Regions from separate parts of the Mus musculus genome. Here regions 1, 2, 3 and 5 are each linked to region 4. A link is a contact called in public HiChIP or PLAC-seq, Micro-C and promoter capture Hi-C data. All regions are on one chromosome and are shown on one strand. The core of a region is the stretch at or near the end of the contact, and the rest is flanking DNA. Distances in the headings are between cores, read along the strand shown. Region 1 holds the start of Asph (aspartate-beta-hydroxylase). Region 2 overlaps Clvs1 (clavesin 1). Region 3 overlaps Asph (aspartate-beta-hydroxylase). Region 4 holds the start of Chd7 (chromodomain helicase DNA binding protein 7). Region 5 overlaps Asph (aspartate-beta-hydroxylase).

The links. Promoter capture Hi-C pulls out the DNA fragments that hold promoters and counts their contacts. A called contact is a pair of places that touch in the nucleus more often than the background predicts. HiChIP or PLAC-seq counts read pairs in DNA pulled down with a chosen protein or histone mark.
Region 1: a Micro-C map of embryonic stem cells shows a contact between it and region 4, with 11 times the contacts expected there. The contact joins the promoter of Asph here to the promoter of Chd7 in region 4. A contact is called at or near these places in 6 of 39 promoter capture datasets (the C10 cell line, cranial neural crest, embryonic stem cells and 3 more), 1 of 484 Hi-C or Micro-C datasets (embryonic stem cells), 5 of 115 datasets of contacts at active chromatin or transcription factors (cardiomyocytes, embryonic forebrain and embryonic stem cells) and 1 of 9 other capture datasets (liver).
Region 2: a contact with region 4 is called in an H3K4me3 HiChIP or PLAC-seq map of forebrain, with 8 times the contacts expected there. The contact joins the enhancer-like site here to the promoter of Chd7 in region 4. A contact is called at or near these places in 2 of 39 promoter capture datasets (hippocampal neurons and pre-B cells), 2 of 115 datasets of contacts at active chromatin or transcription factors (bone marrow-derived macrophages and forebrain) and 1 of 9 other capture datasets (embryonic stem cells).
Region 3: a contact with region 4 is called in a promoter capture Hi-C map of liver, with 2.2 times the contacts expected there. The contact joins the enhancer-like site here to the promoter of Chd7 in region 4. A contact is called at or near these places in 4 of 39 promoter capture datasets (the C10 cell line, liver and pre-B cells) and 1 of 115 datasets of contacts at active chromatin or transcription factors (bone marrow-derived macrophages).
Region 5: a promoter capture Hi-C map of pre-B cells shows a contact between it and region 4, with 6 times the contacts expected there. The contact joins the enhancer-like site here to the promoter of Chd7 in region 4. A contact is called at or near these places in 5 of 39 promoter capture datasets (the C10 cell line, cranial neural crest, liver and 1 more) and 2 of 115 datasets of contacts at active chromatin or transcription factors (bone marrow-derived macrophages and stem cell-derived neural progenitor cells).

The regions. Positions count from the first base shown.
Region 1 is chr4:9,667,822-9,670,521 of GRCm38.p6, reverse strand. Asph (aspartate-beta-hydroxylase) reads left to right here and starts at 1,360. Exons shown (of 24, transcript NM_023066.3): 1 at 1,360-1,741. The coding sequence starts at 1,612.
Region 2 is chr4:9,443,230-9,445,929 of GRCm38.p6, reverse strand. The region is part of intron 5 of Clvs1 (clavesin 1); the gene reads right to left. Among named protein-coding and RNA genes, the nearest start is that of Gm11816, 160 kb to the right of the region's middle. Within about 2 kb of position 1,334, at least 67 of the 459 cell types and tissues checked have an H3K27ac peak or open chromatin away from gene starts, as enhancers often do. A contact at or near this core is called in forebrain, where this site is marked.
Region 3 is chr4:9,614,603-9,617,302 of GRCm38.p6, reverse strand. The region is part of intron 3 of Asph (aspartate-beta-hydroxylase); the gene reads left to right. Among named protein-coding and RNA genes, the nearest start is that of Asph, 53 kb to the left of the region's middle. Within about 2 kb of position 1,317, at least 44 of the 459 cell types and tissues checked have an H3K27ac peak or open chromatin away from gene starts, as enhancers often do. A contact at or near this core is called in liver, where this site is marked.
Region 4 is chr4:8,689,129-8,691,828 of GRCm38.p6, reverse strand. It overlaps Chd7 (chromodomain helicase DNA binding protein 7), which reads right to left and starts at 1,423. Exons shown (of 38, transcript NM_001277149.1): 1 at 1,054-1,423.
Region 5 is chr4:9,638,543-9,641,242 of GRCm38.p6, reverse strand. It overlaps Asph (aspartate-beta-hydroxylase), which reads left to right. Exons shown (of 24, transcript NM_023066.3): 2 at 1,896-2,045. Among named protein-coding and RNA genes, the nearest start is that of Asph, 29 kb to the left of the region's middle. Within about 2 kb of position 1,337, at least 28 of the 459 cell types and tissues checked have an H3K27ac peak or open chromatin away from gene starts, as enhancers often do.

The sequences.
Region 1 (2,700 bases), core at 111-2,610, 980 kb before region 4:
GAGGAACTTCCCCAACTGAAGCTCCTTTCTCTGTGATGACTCCAGCTTGTGCCACGTTGACACACAAAATCAGCCAGCACAAGGGATTAAAACATTTGTGGAAGCTAGTTAAGATTGAACCTTTAAAGCATCAACTCTATAATAGTGTTTTGTGAGTAATTAAAATTTTTTATCTTGGGGATGGAGAGTTATTTATCTATTGTAGTTTAGATATCAGCACCTTCCATTAAGTGATATGGATCAGATTTGCCTCTCTGCCTCCCCCCATTCCCATCATTGTTTCCTGCTGAAAGAATGTCCTTTGTGGGCAAGAAGTTGTGTTCAAAAGAGAGGACTCCTGGGTGCCGAGGAGGCTCAGAGATAAAGAAATGCAGTAAGAATGGACGGCAGCACCCACCTTCATGGCTGTGTGAAAACGATGCCCTCTTTTTCCCTGTTCTGTGAGGCTCTTGGGTTCCACTTTTTTCCCCGGGCGGTACCCAGTATTCACAGCTGACAAGGCAGAGGCCAGTGGACCCTAATGATGGTCAGTGGTGGTTGAGGAAACTGCAGTCTCAGAAGGGGTCGTCCCACAGCAGTGGCTCACTCTGGGTCTTCTACAAGGGGCTGCTTCCAAGAACTCCTGGAAGATCTCGACATTGACAGCAATGTATTAAATCACCACATACTTCATGTTTTTTTGTTACCCACAGACACCATGTGGGCAATTGGTAACAAATGATCATGGTCTCTGCTGGACCTTGGCTGGTTCATCCAGCTGTTGCCATTTTTCTTTTGAATATTCAGTTCTCAATCCCGACGCAGTACACTGCATAAGCATAGGAGATCAATGGCTGGGGACATGAAGAAATTCTAGGTATTAGTGTGATGAGAGTGTTGTGCATGGTTAAGAAAATAGGGTTTTTGAGTCATGTTAACATTTTAATGTCTTAACTAAAGGTTCTCCAAAACTACTGATGGCACAAATCCTTATTTTTGACACTGGAAGGCTCAACAATCACAGTGTACTGGCGGAACTGTGGCAAATCCTTTTCAAAGAGAGGGCTTGCACCCTTGGTCGTACTTAGGCACCGGAACCAAATTCCCAAGAAGCCAAGAGGTGGTGCGCAGCTCTCGGGCACCGCCCTCATACCCGCCCCATCCCGTTGGAGCCAGAACACCAACGCTCGCGAGAGTCCTGCCGGCTTCCACGTTTGCCACGTTCCAGAGGATCCAGGCAGACTAGAAAGCCACAAGCCGCTGGGGCTTTGCAGTCACTGCGCAGCAAAAGACAAGCTTTGGCCTGAGGAGGGCAGGCGCGCGTAGCCTGCCCCGCCCCCTGCCAGCGGTCCTCGGGATTGGCTCGTGTTGGCGTCTTTCAGATCTGGTGGGTGGGCAGAGGCTGGCGTGGGCGGGGCCGAGGCCGGGGGGAGCTGAGCGCTCTTGGCAGCCTAAGGAGTCGCAGGCTGGGCGCACGCGAGGCTAACCGCGCGGCTGCACGCTGGTGCAAGTCGTCCGAGGCGCAGCGAGCGCAGTGGACGCTAAGGCGCTGCTACAGGAGTCTCGAAGCCCCGGTGTCCCTAGTGCACTCAGCAAGGCCCCGGTTCTCTGCAGTCCCCGGAGCAGCTCGCGATGGCCCCGCGCAAGAACGCCAAGGGCGGCGGCGGCAACAGCAGCAGCAGCGGCAGCGGCAGCGGCTCGGGCAGCGGTAGCCCGAGCACGGGTAGCAGCGGTAGCAGCAGTAGCCCCGGGGCTCGGAGAGGTCAGAGTCCCCGCAGGCCAGGCCCTGGCTGCGGGCGGGAGCCGGGTGGGCGCTGCAGGTCTGGTCTGATCCTACGTCCGCCGCTCCTCTCCATCCTTAGCGAGGCTCCTGTGTGCGCGGGGCGAGGCCGCGCTCACCGGGCGGGGAGGCGGAGGAGCAGAGTCGGCCGGAGGGGGACCCCTAGCACCAGCCTGCCCGAGCATTGGCCGGCCCTTTCTTGCCTTTCCTGATGGAAGCTGGGTGTAGAGGGCCCTTTATCTTTTTGCAGTTTTCGGGGCGCTTGACCCTGAGCCAAAGTCAGAGAAAGTAAGTTTCAGCCTGGCCAGCAGCGTTGAGGAGCGGCTTGGAGGAGTGTATTCAAGGGCCGGGATGAGACTTGATGCTTCGTTCTTGCAAATTATTTTAAGGAGTTTTGTTTAGTTTTCTTAATATGTATTGCGTTTGCCTTTTAAAATACAAAGGGACATCATAAAGTACTATAGGGATTTTCTCTGTGCCTCCTTTTTCTTTTCTCAATAAAATAAAATAAAATCATAACCCCCCCCCCCCCAAAAAAAAAACCCAACCAAACAAAAAACCCAAAACCCACAAACAAAAAACCCTACTGGTTATTCACCTTTCTTCTCCATGTGCTTAGCCAGCAGAGTGGAGAACAGATGTTTTAAATCTGTTTCGTGTCAGATTTCACCGGTTCTCGGTTTCTCTTATATTTCCTTTGACTCATATTTAGAATATTGGAACTGGAACACACATGTGTATTGAATGTGAGCTCTCAATATCACTGGAAATGATTTAGATTCTATGCTTTGGTCTATGGGCAGCTCATTATTATATGTCATATATAGATTGGATGATTATGGTTTTATTAGTATATGTCAGGACGATAGATGAGCCAACTATGGTTTTTCTTCATAGCACTTGCTGTCTTCATGTATATTCTGTCTTCATGTATTGTCTTT
Region 2 (2,700 bases), core at 85-2,584, 750 kb before region 4:
CTCTGCATTTCATCGGGGAGAACCCCACAAAAGTCATTTTAATTTTCCAAGTTAACAGGAGGGTTAGTTTTGTGGAAGAACTCAGAACTCTCTGACCCCTTGGCTTGTAGCACTTCCCTCCAGGAATAGAAATTTCTGCTGGAGGTAGAAGGTGGATTTGACCAAAGCACATTGTATTCATGTTTGAAATTCTCCAAGAATAAACTGAAAATATATTTGGGTCTGAGGAAATAGCTCAGTCAGTAAAGTGCTTGAGGCACAAACATCAAGACCAGACTGGAAGTCCCAGAACTCACATTTAAAAAAAATAAATAAACAAAGACATGCTTGCAATCCTAGTGTTGGAGAAGAGAGATGGGGAGAGCCTTGGGAACTTCCTGCCAGTCTGCGTAGTCTACTCAAAGCCGGTGGGAGAAACCGGTTTAAACAACAACAAAAAAAAAAAAAAAAAAAAAAAAAAACAATCAAGGTAAACAGCACTTGAGAAATGAGGTCTAAAGTTATCCTCTGATCCACACACAAATGTGCACACATGTATATGCACACCATGTAAACATTCACCCATACAAAAAAAGTGCATATGCAACACACACACACACACACACACACACACACACACACACACACGTGTACACACACACATGCACGTACTGCATATTTTTAAAGGATCCTAAGCAATCTTCATGGCTTTTTTCTCCAATAACCTCAAGTACAGAAGAAGTTCCCCCCAAGGGGCTCCCCGCTAGATTAGAATGCCAACACGAACTTTATGTCCTCAGGTTAACGCTGCCTTCTCCTTTGTAAATTGGAGATAAAAATAATGCCTATATTATGGGGAATAGCAGATGCTGCAGAAGTGAGGCCTAGAGGGATTTCTGTGTTTGAAAGAGCCTCATCTCTGCAGTCATTCAACATTCGGGGGGTGGGGGTGTAGGTTTGTGAGCGCCGAGGTGTGAGCATTGAGCGTTTATAGTGCTTTTGCTAACACACTTTGAAAGCGAGCTCAGATGTGGGAGGTGGTCCACAGAAGCACAAGACATGTAGATTTTGAGCACATAGATATTTGTGGACATTCTTATCAGCTATCAAATCAGAACTTAAAATAACAGTGCAGAAAATGACTGCAGGCGTTCACACTGCCTCCTCTGAGTAGTCAGGTTTCTGTAGGACTAGACCAGCACAGAGAGCCAGGAGTCAGCCTCTCCGTCCACACTCCTTTCCCTCCCTCCAGAATCAGTGGTGTGAGCCCGGTGACGTCACCACAGCAGGACCGGGATGTGATGTTCTGAAGAGGCAGAGGTATGGTGGAGGCTGCCAACAGCTGAGACAATCAATGCTGGTGACTCATTCCACCCCTGGGACAGCTTGGAGAAGAATGGCTAGTACTCTGCGTAACAGAGCCCTTTCATAGCTCTGGTTTTTAATCAAATGAGAGTACATTGATGGAACTTGTCTGGTGTTATTAGCTCAGTGTGAATATCAGGCCTCTGAATACTCACATCCATCCATCAGAATGTAACTTGCAGCGTGGGCGACTGTCTGTGTGGCGGGTAGACTCAGGGCTGGCATGGTGGTGACACACAGCCATGACAGCAACAGATGCTAAGTGAAAGCCCAGTGAATAGACCTGAAGAACGAGTGGGAAAACGGGTGGAGGGTGAATGGCTGGATGGACAAAGTGGAGAATGAAATGCCAAAGGATTTGAAATGTGGTAAAGGAGATAACGTTTTGTTTGGAATGGAGAAAATAAAACAAAAGACTTTGCTCCCTGAGGTCTTGATAAATGTATAGCCTAGCATACTGGTGCACAGCTACAATTCCAGCACTCAGCAGCTGAGGCAGGAAGACTGTGGTTTTGGAGCTAGCCTGGACTATTTAGTACATTTCAGCCCAGCCCCAGCTACATATCAACTGAGACCCTGCTTATAAATATATAAACAAGTAAATAAACAGCAAGAAAGATTGCTTAGTTGGGACAGTTTCCCAGGCAACAACGAGGATGGAGATGGCATCAAATGCCCAGTGCTTAGGAAGACCAAGCTGGTTCCACGGCCACGTCCTGGCAGTGATGGGCATGGTTCATCATGTTAAACGCTACACAAACAGGATTTCCTGTACAACTGCAATGTCTTACATGCAGTCAATTACTGGTTTTCCCCTTTTAAGTTAAATAGTTGCAGATCAGTATACAAGGAGAAGAATGTCTGGGTATGTATTCCAGAGACTTCAGACACAGCGAATGGGGCATAATAATAAGTGTGCTGGACTTTGTCCAGGGCCAATGGAAAATTGAATCAAGGCTTTAAGTGGAGGAAAAACAAATGAAATGGATTTTTTCCTTGTGTGTGTGTGTGTGTGTGTGTGTGTGTGTGTGTGTGTATGTACATAGGGAATGTGGAGGCCAGAGGACATACAACATATACAACCTTGGAGTCCTACGTGGTAGTGGAAGACCAACCTCTTCAAAGCACATTTTTCTGTGAGACTGAGTTGGGAGCCCTGATGCGACCTCCTGGTACATCCGCAAGACTTGTCCAGCAACTCTGTCTTCTACACAGGCCACAGATTTCTGTACGTTCAGGAGCATCTTGAAGCTGCTTATAGGGCAGCCTTTAGCATCCAATTCTAATATTTACCCTTCATTTAATCTACACAGCCTAGTAATAAGGAAACTAATTGCTGTTCGTCTCAGGCAGAGG
Region 3 (2,700 bases), core at 68-2,567, 930 kb before region 4:
ATGCACTCCTGGTCAGGTGAAACTATATGCATGGGTCTAGGATTGCTGCAGTCGATGAGACATGAGCTGTGAACAGTGTCCACTGTCACAGTGTGGGTGAAGGAACACTGCTTCCCTAGAAGAAGTTCCTCTCCCTCAGGGAGACAGGTAAGGAGCAGCCAGGCAGGGATGCCACATGGTCCACTGCGCTCCAGGCTGGCAGGCTCTGTGTTGGTTTCCAATTCTTTTCTCCTCCTCTCCTTTTATCTGCCCCAGTATAGAGAGTTGAACATGACTGGTCAGAATGGATATTTTACTGTAAGAAGCCATGGGACAGAGATCCCATCCTGACCCTTGACCTGCAGGAATTCTAGACAATGAGAGAACATGGTGGAATGACAATGTAATAATAAGTACAGCCAGGCTTGCTTTATTGTGAGTTTTCAGTTTCTTCCTGGTGTATCTGAAGAGAACATTTCTATCATTAGGAAGCTGAAGGGTAAGTATTATTTGGCAGTTATAGTTTCACACAAACTTTTTTTTTTCAGGGTATTGGGGATTGAATGCAGACCCTACCGATGCTTAAACAAAGGCTATTCCTTAATTCCTTTTGTTCTTATTTTGAGACAGACTCTCACTAAGTTGTCCTGCTGGCTGTCACCTGTACCTCAGGCTGGCCTTGATCTTGCATCTTCCTGATCTAACTTTAACCTTCTGAGATTATAGCCATGCACCACTACACAAGGTTTCATGAAAAATTGGAGAAAAAAAAAATCCTCTGTAGTAAACTGCATTCCCATATCCTGCTTGCCCAAGGATATAACCACAAAAACCAGATTTTTGTTTTTTATTTGGCTTGGTTTTCTTTTCACAGACATCAATTTCTGCAAGAGGTTTTACATTTGTAGGGTCTATTTAAAGCTTTTGCAATTTGTGATAGTGGTGTTTTCTAAATGCTGCAGCAGTATTTCTCACTTGCTGACTCACTCTCACTTGCCCCTTCCCCCCACGCCCCTGGGGAATCTGCAGTGTGTCACTGACTTGATGGGGACTGAGAGATGGGCTGTCAGGTAGACAGTCCCTCCAGTGAAATGCTGTGTGGTAACAAAGGACTGAGGTAGAAAGACAAAGTACAGGCCATGCTCCTGTGGCAGTTCCCTCTGCCGAGAATACCCTCGTGTGGGACCCAGCCCCCTGGCACATTGGCACCTATGGTGTGGCATGTAACTTATCTGGGAGGCTGGGCTCGGTGCCACAGCCGCAGTGCCCAGCTCCTGTTCACCCTTGCTCTCAGTCTGTGATTTGCACAGTACCTGGCCAGTAACCAACAGTCTATAGCCAGTGTTTGCTTGCTGAGTGGGGAATATACACAGTAGATAAGCTGAAAGGTTCTGGGTCTTTTAAGACCTTTGGAAGAGAAACGTTAGCTTTCTAAAAGACAAGCAAAGAAAAACTTGAGTAACTGCAATTTTTAACTGTGCCTATTGCTGTGTGCAAGGGGTGCAGCAGATTTGATTTTTGAATAAATGAAAAATAAATTGGGGCAAAAACCCCACAATTTTACTGGGTCTAAATGATCTGTCTTTACTGAAGGGATGCAGGTTTTTCCCCTTTTGTTCTTGGTGGAAATCAAAGGTGTATTGAGTGCCAGTTACAGATGCACCCTGCTTACTTAGGCCACAGAGCTCATCCATCCTGGGCACTCAGAACTCCCTTAGTCCTGTTCCCATGATGGTAAGGAGAGGACACTGTCCAGTCCTCGTGGAGTCTCCTTTCTGGTCCTGAATTCAGGCTGTTAGAGAGGAGCCTTATTGTCAGAGTCTGTACAGTGGCATGCATTTCCTCTTTCTGAATTTTTGTCTTTCCTGGATCCAGTAAAGGTCCCTTGAATGAAGAGCACACCTATTTTTATCAAGGGGGCAGTATTTGGTCCTGGTGATCTCAGACTCTTGCTTAGTTCTGAGATTATTGGTGTACTAATAAGATATGTACTTACCGACTGTACAGGGCAGGAACGAGAAGAAACTTCAGCATGATCGATCAGCATCTATGTCATTTTGGTGTATTGAGCTCTCGGAATATCTGTCAGGTTTCATGTGCTTGTTAGCCCTTTTCTCAGGATGTATTAATTTGTATTGTTAGGCCATATGCATGTGGAACAGCTGCTTGTCTTGGCATCCATTCTGCAAAAGTGACAATAGCTGGAGGAATCTGGAGGGGGTAAGATCAACTTTCACCTGGTCTCTACACCATAGTATTAGTACACTGAAGGCTAAATAATTTTTAAAGAAGTCTTAAGTTTTACATTTATGTAGCATTTCTATTGTGTTGGGTATGGTTAGCACCTAGAGATGACAGGAAGTGTGCAGGGGACATGCATAGGAGATTATAGACAGTGTCCAGTTTCTAAAAGGGACTTGAACATCTTTGGCTTTTTTATCTTGGAGGCCCTCGATCTAATCCTCTGTGAAAACTGAAGAACAGTGTAATTCTTAGGAAAGGCGATTCATTCTTTCTGGACGGGAGAGACCTAGTATCCTAGGGCATTTCTGTGTTTAAACCCTGTCTGCCTTTCCTGCCCCATTGACTCAGGCTTCTAAGTTTGCTATTCCGTTGCCTGCGGATTGTAGTGCGGCTCAGGGCCCTGCCCTTCTGCCCTTTAGAAGTCTATTGAGATCCAGTTGCTAAGCCCTTTTGTTTAGGTTGTCCTCTTGACGCAGC
Region 4 (2,700 bases), core at 174-2,673:
GCGGGGCCACCGCGTAACCCCGGCGCTCCGGGGCCACCTGGCGACCCCCGCCCCCGCCCGGACCCCCGACAGGCTGGGGGGAGGGGAGCGGGGACGCGAGTTGGGATCGCGGATTAAAGTCGCTATTATGCCGCCGCTGGCGGCCCGGCCAGCTCGGCAAGGTGGGGTCCCCCGGTCGCCCGCCCGCACTCGCCCCAGCCCGGCTCCCTTTCTTCTCGTCCTCGCGCACTTGGGAGCTGCCGGGGAGCCCCAGGAACCCCTAGCTGCGGGCTCGGAACTCTGCGACCGCCGCCGCCACCGGCTGGGCTCGGGACGCCCCCCGCGCCGCGTGTTCGCGCCACCCCCGCCCCCGCCCCACGCGGCGCCCCGCGCACTTTCCCTGCCGCCGACCCACCTCGCCCGTGGCCGTCCCCGCACGGGCTAGCGCCGCCGCGCCCGCAGGGACGCACTTTGTTCGCGCCGGTGCGGCCGCCGCTCCCGGCGAGCGCGGCGTGGTCGGGCCGGAGCGGGGGGCGGGGGCGAGGCGGGGGGCGCCGCCGTCCCCGAGCCCCGCGCTCAGCGCCCCGCGCCCGCGCGCCCGCCGCCGCTCGCGCCGGAGTTGGAACCCAACTTTTTCCTCCTTCCCTTTTCTCTCGAACGCAGCCGGCAACTCGTGCTCGGTGCCGGCGGGAGGAAACGCGCTCGCGCTCCCCAGAGCGCAGACACGCTCCCTCCTGTCCCCGTCCCCCCCGACGCCGGCAGCACAACAAAAAGCCATTTACATGCGAGGAAGTGACCCTCGGCCGCCCCGCGCGCCCCCGCCGCCGCCGGCCCCGCGGACGCAGGCAAAAGTTGGGGCGCGGGGCGGCGCTCGGGCCGCGGGTTCGGGCCCCGGCGGCAGCAACGCAGGCGACCGGGCGGGCGGCGCTACGCTCCTGCCGACCGCGGCCCCCGCGCACCTCTCCCCGCGCCCCGCACACGCCCAACTCCCCTCTCGCAACTCCGCGCGGCCGCGGCCCGGCACGGTTTCCTGCCGCCGCCCCTCCCGGGGGCGCCGGGGAAGTCTGCGCTCACCGGCTCGCTCCTTCGCTCGGGCTAGTCAGCCGCCGCGCGCCGTGGGGAACAAAACGCAGAGCGGCTCCGGAGTTGGCTCGGCGGCCGCGGCCGGGGGCTGATCCACGGACGCGGAGTTGGCCGCGCGCGGACGGGGCTCTGGCGAGTTGCGGGGTCTCCGGGTCCCCGGGCCGCCTCCTCCGCGGCGCTCCTTTGTGTAATTCCACTCGATTCAAGTTTAATCCGATAGTTCCCGAGCACGAGCGCGTCCGCACCACCACGGCTCAACCCCCGCGCCGCCGCCGCCACCGCTGCCGCCGCCGCCGCCGCCGCCGCCGCGGCCCCAGCACGCCAGCGCCTGCGCGCGCCCTGCACGCCGCGCGCACGAGCCTCCCGGGCCGCGCGCGCCCGCGGCCGGCTCTCTCCGCGGCGCGCCCGCGCCCGCGCGCCGCCACCTGACGTCAGGCGCGCCTGGCATAATTTATGCAAGAATTCGGCCGGGGTGGCGGAGGCCGCGGAGAGGCCGAGAGAAGGGGGCGGCGCGGCGCGGGCGGCCGCCCCTTCCCGTCCCGCCGGGCGCCGGCGCAGCGGGCGGGTGTCGGTCCCGGTGCGCGGCCGCCGCAGCCTCTCGGGCCGCCTGCTGCCAGCGCTCTCGCGCGGGTGCAGAGGGTGCCACGTTTCCGCGCAGCACCTTCCCGGAGCCGCGGTGCGCCGCCCTGGGGCAGGAAGCGGAGGCCCGGAGCCCGTAGTGACCCCCCGCCACCGCGAGGGGTGGCCAGCCCGGTGCGGACCGAGGAGGCTAGGGGTGTTTGGGTGTCTCTTCTGTAATTATCCTTCAACTTGAGATGATTTTCCCACACGAAATACCTAGGATGGACGCCTTTCCTTTCAAATAGATCCATCCCTGCCTCACCACTTGGCTTTAACTGACGTCCTCGGTGATAGGACAGCGGGATCTGCCACTAAATCAAAAAGTTTTAACTAGAGAGCATTGATTTTAGTTGAATTTGTTAGCATGCCAAAAAACGAAGGGATAGCGCAATGGTTATGAAACAAAGAAATAGGATGTGTGCCCATTTTTAAACGTGTCAGAACTGGAGTGTTTTCATCATTCCTTCGCCAATGTGGCACTAAATATCATCTTCCAGCTTTGAATAGCCGACCTTCTTGCCCATTTCTCTTTCCGGTACAAGATGAATATTAACCTTGAAGACATTTTTTAAATTAGTTTCCCTCTTGTGTAATAGATATTTAAACATTTACTAAGCATCTTTTGTGTGTGAAACACGGAGCAGATTTATAAACGGTCAACAATTGTAAACTCCAGTATGGTTTTATTAGGCTAAAGACTGCACTCACTTATAAATAAGGAAGGAGGTTATACAGCCAGCTATGACAGCTGTGTAAGTGCTATTGAACTCAAAAATCGTAGAGAAAAGGCAAAGCATGCTAATCTGGCCCACTGATGGTTGTACTACTACTGAGCTTAGAATCACACAGTTTTATATGGACAAATGACTTGCCAAAACTGCTTCATTTATACTGCAGCTTAATCAGTTAGACATCTATCTCCTAATAGAAATAGTTTTACTCTTTTTTTTAAAAAATTTTTTTACAATTGTTGCTTATTTAAGTGCATTGATTCTGGTTTTCTTTCGCCATAAGTTG
Region 5 (2,700 bases), core at 88-2,587, 950 kb before region 4:
GACCTCTTCTGACCTTTATAGGCACCAAGCACTCATATGGTGCACAAAACACTCATAACGCATAAAATAAATCTAAGAAAAGAATATCCTTTTAACAAACAGTTTCAGTTCTCTTTCTGAGTAATGCATTGGAATTATTTAATTGCCTGAAGCTGCTAGTTCTTTTAGTAGCATGTGTGGAGGTAGAAGGTGGGTTCTGAGTAAAAGCTGATGGAGATGCGAGTCATGCAGGTCAGCCCTCTTTAGACGCTGAGGACTTAGGACCGCAGAGGTCATTTCCTGAGCTTTGCAGTGCCGATGAGGGTGAGGATTCCTGTCCTTGAGAATTCAGGGGTTTCTAGGCAGGAAATGCCCCATGCAAGGGATGCTTAGGGATACTGGTGAATAATCCCGGGACCCCTCTGCCTTTGGGCTGGGGAAACTCAGCATGTTGGATGTTGTGGCACGTGAGAAACAGTTGCACAGAATGAACAATGTCCTGCTTAAGCCTCTAGAAATACCTTTAGCAGAAATGTGGGCAAGTTGCCATGAGGGCCACATGTATGTAGCAGTGCTCGGGCCAGTGCTGTGGGAAGAGCCCACAGTGCCACTCATACCTGGCATTGTCCTTCTGTAAGATGGAGCAAGGTTTCCTTTTCCCAGATGCCCTTTGGGGATATGATATAACCTTCTAAGTATATTTGTTTATAATTGTGGAATATAACATTCTTTTAAAAGTGAATATGATGCTAATTTATAAAAAAGTATTGACTTTTTTTTATTAGTAATGACCAGTGACTTCTGTTTATTTGACCATTAGAAGAATATTTCTGGAGGATTATAAGGCACATAAAACATAGCAAACGTGATAAACGACACTTGGTGAACAGCAGTTTACAGAGCTGTTTCCTGCATTGAGTCCAGTTGGCAAGGCCTGCTTCCTGCCTTCCCACGCCCTACTGGGTCTCCTGGAGGAGGGAGATGGAACTGGGCTGGATTGCTTCTTTTTGTCTGTGATTTCTGTTTTTGTACCTCCTCTCTCTCACCTTTCCCAATATTGCATAATTTTAGAGGGAATTGTCTCCTTCTGTGGCGGTTATGACTCAGGACTGTGTACAATGTAAATAGGATATGGAAAAAGGTCCATAGGCACCTCTTGATTTCATTTAATTTATACTCACTGAACTTCAAGGGTTCTAGGGTGGGTTTCTGATTGCGTGTAGGCAAGAGATATCGCTCCATAAGAAAATAGCAACTCACCAGCACCAGGAAAAGCCAGCTTCCAGTAAAGGAGCCAGCAGAGCCGTAAGGCACCAGGAAGATCAGCACAGCCATTCAGGGATTAGAGAGCCATGTAGGACGGAGAGCCACAGAAGGGGAAGGCAAAACAGATTGCCTGTCCCCATGTCCATGCCACCTGCTAAAGACTTGGATGCTGTAGCAAAATGAAAACTGAACAGCTTTGGCTAGTTGAAAACTTACATTTTTTGATAATACAAGATAACAGTGAGAAATATCAAAACGGGACCAGTATTTTCCTTGGTACAGGAAGGCAAGAACCTGAAGTTTCAGGAAGGCAGATGACATACCAGTGTCTGCTAATTAGCACGAGAGGCAGGACATGTGGCCGTGCAGACTCTTTTGACAAAGGACTTGGGAGGAATTCTATTTAAAAGCAAAACCAAAGTGTAACCCAATCAGGAGTTTGCTTGTGTTCAAAATTAAGATTATTTAAGCATGGTGATTGAGTAAGCAGAAGCTTCTCGTGTTCAGAGTCATTAATTTATGGAGTGCACTTTGAGAATTTAGTTAAAACGTGTTTCTGAAATGATTTATCAAATTACTGTCAAAATGGTGTTCAGCCAAGTATCTTCTTCCGCTGTGATGACACATGCCATTTTTCTCTCTCCACACAGAGGCAAAGCACGGAGGACACAAGAATGGGAGAAGAGGAGGGATTTCAGGAGGGTCCTTTTTCACATGGTTCATGGTCATTGCATTGCTCGGCGTCTGGACATCTGTGGCTGTCGTGTGGTTTGACTTGGTCGATTATGAAGAAGTTCTAGGTAAGAACTAGGGTATGATTTCTCTAGTGAGCTTGTAAGAGTGAAAATCCAAGGATTGTTATTTCTTCTCTTGTATTATGACAGGTTGTAGCTTCCCACCAACTCTTGAAAAAGCAAAGGGCTGCCCCAGAGTAGTGACCTGAATCTTGAAGATTTCTGTGTAGGCTCTCTATTTATTGTGGTATATGGATGCTTCCATCAAAACAAATTTTGTTAAATTCATTTTCGCTATTTTCTGCACTCTTTATTTTCTGTTCAGGTTTATTATGAATTTTAAAAAATTCTAGATCATGAACTGATTCCTTTAGTGGGTATAGATCTGAAGTAGCATCTTATTGTATAGCCCAGGTTGGCCTGGAACCTACAATGATCCTCCTGCCTTGGCTTCCAAGTGTTAGGGTTACAGATGTGAGCTGCCGTGGTTGGTTGATGGCAAAACCTTTCTCTAGAGAGAGTTTTCAAGGAACACCTACCTGCCCATGTCTGATGAGATAAGAGTGTGTGTGCACGGCTGGGTGAGTTCTGGGTGGACCACGTGGTTAGGTAGGGGGCATCTCCATCCTCATTTGAGGAAGTTCCTGGGGGTACTTCCTGTTCTCTTCATATAATCACCTATGTGAGTGTATGCATGTGTGTGGGTCAGAATAGGGCGATG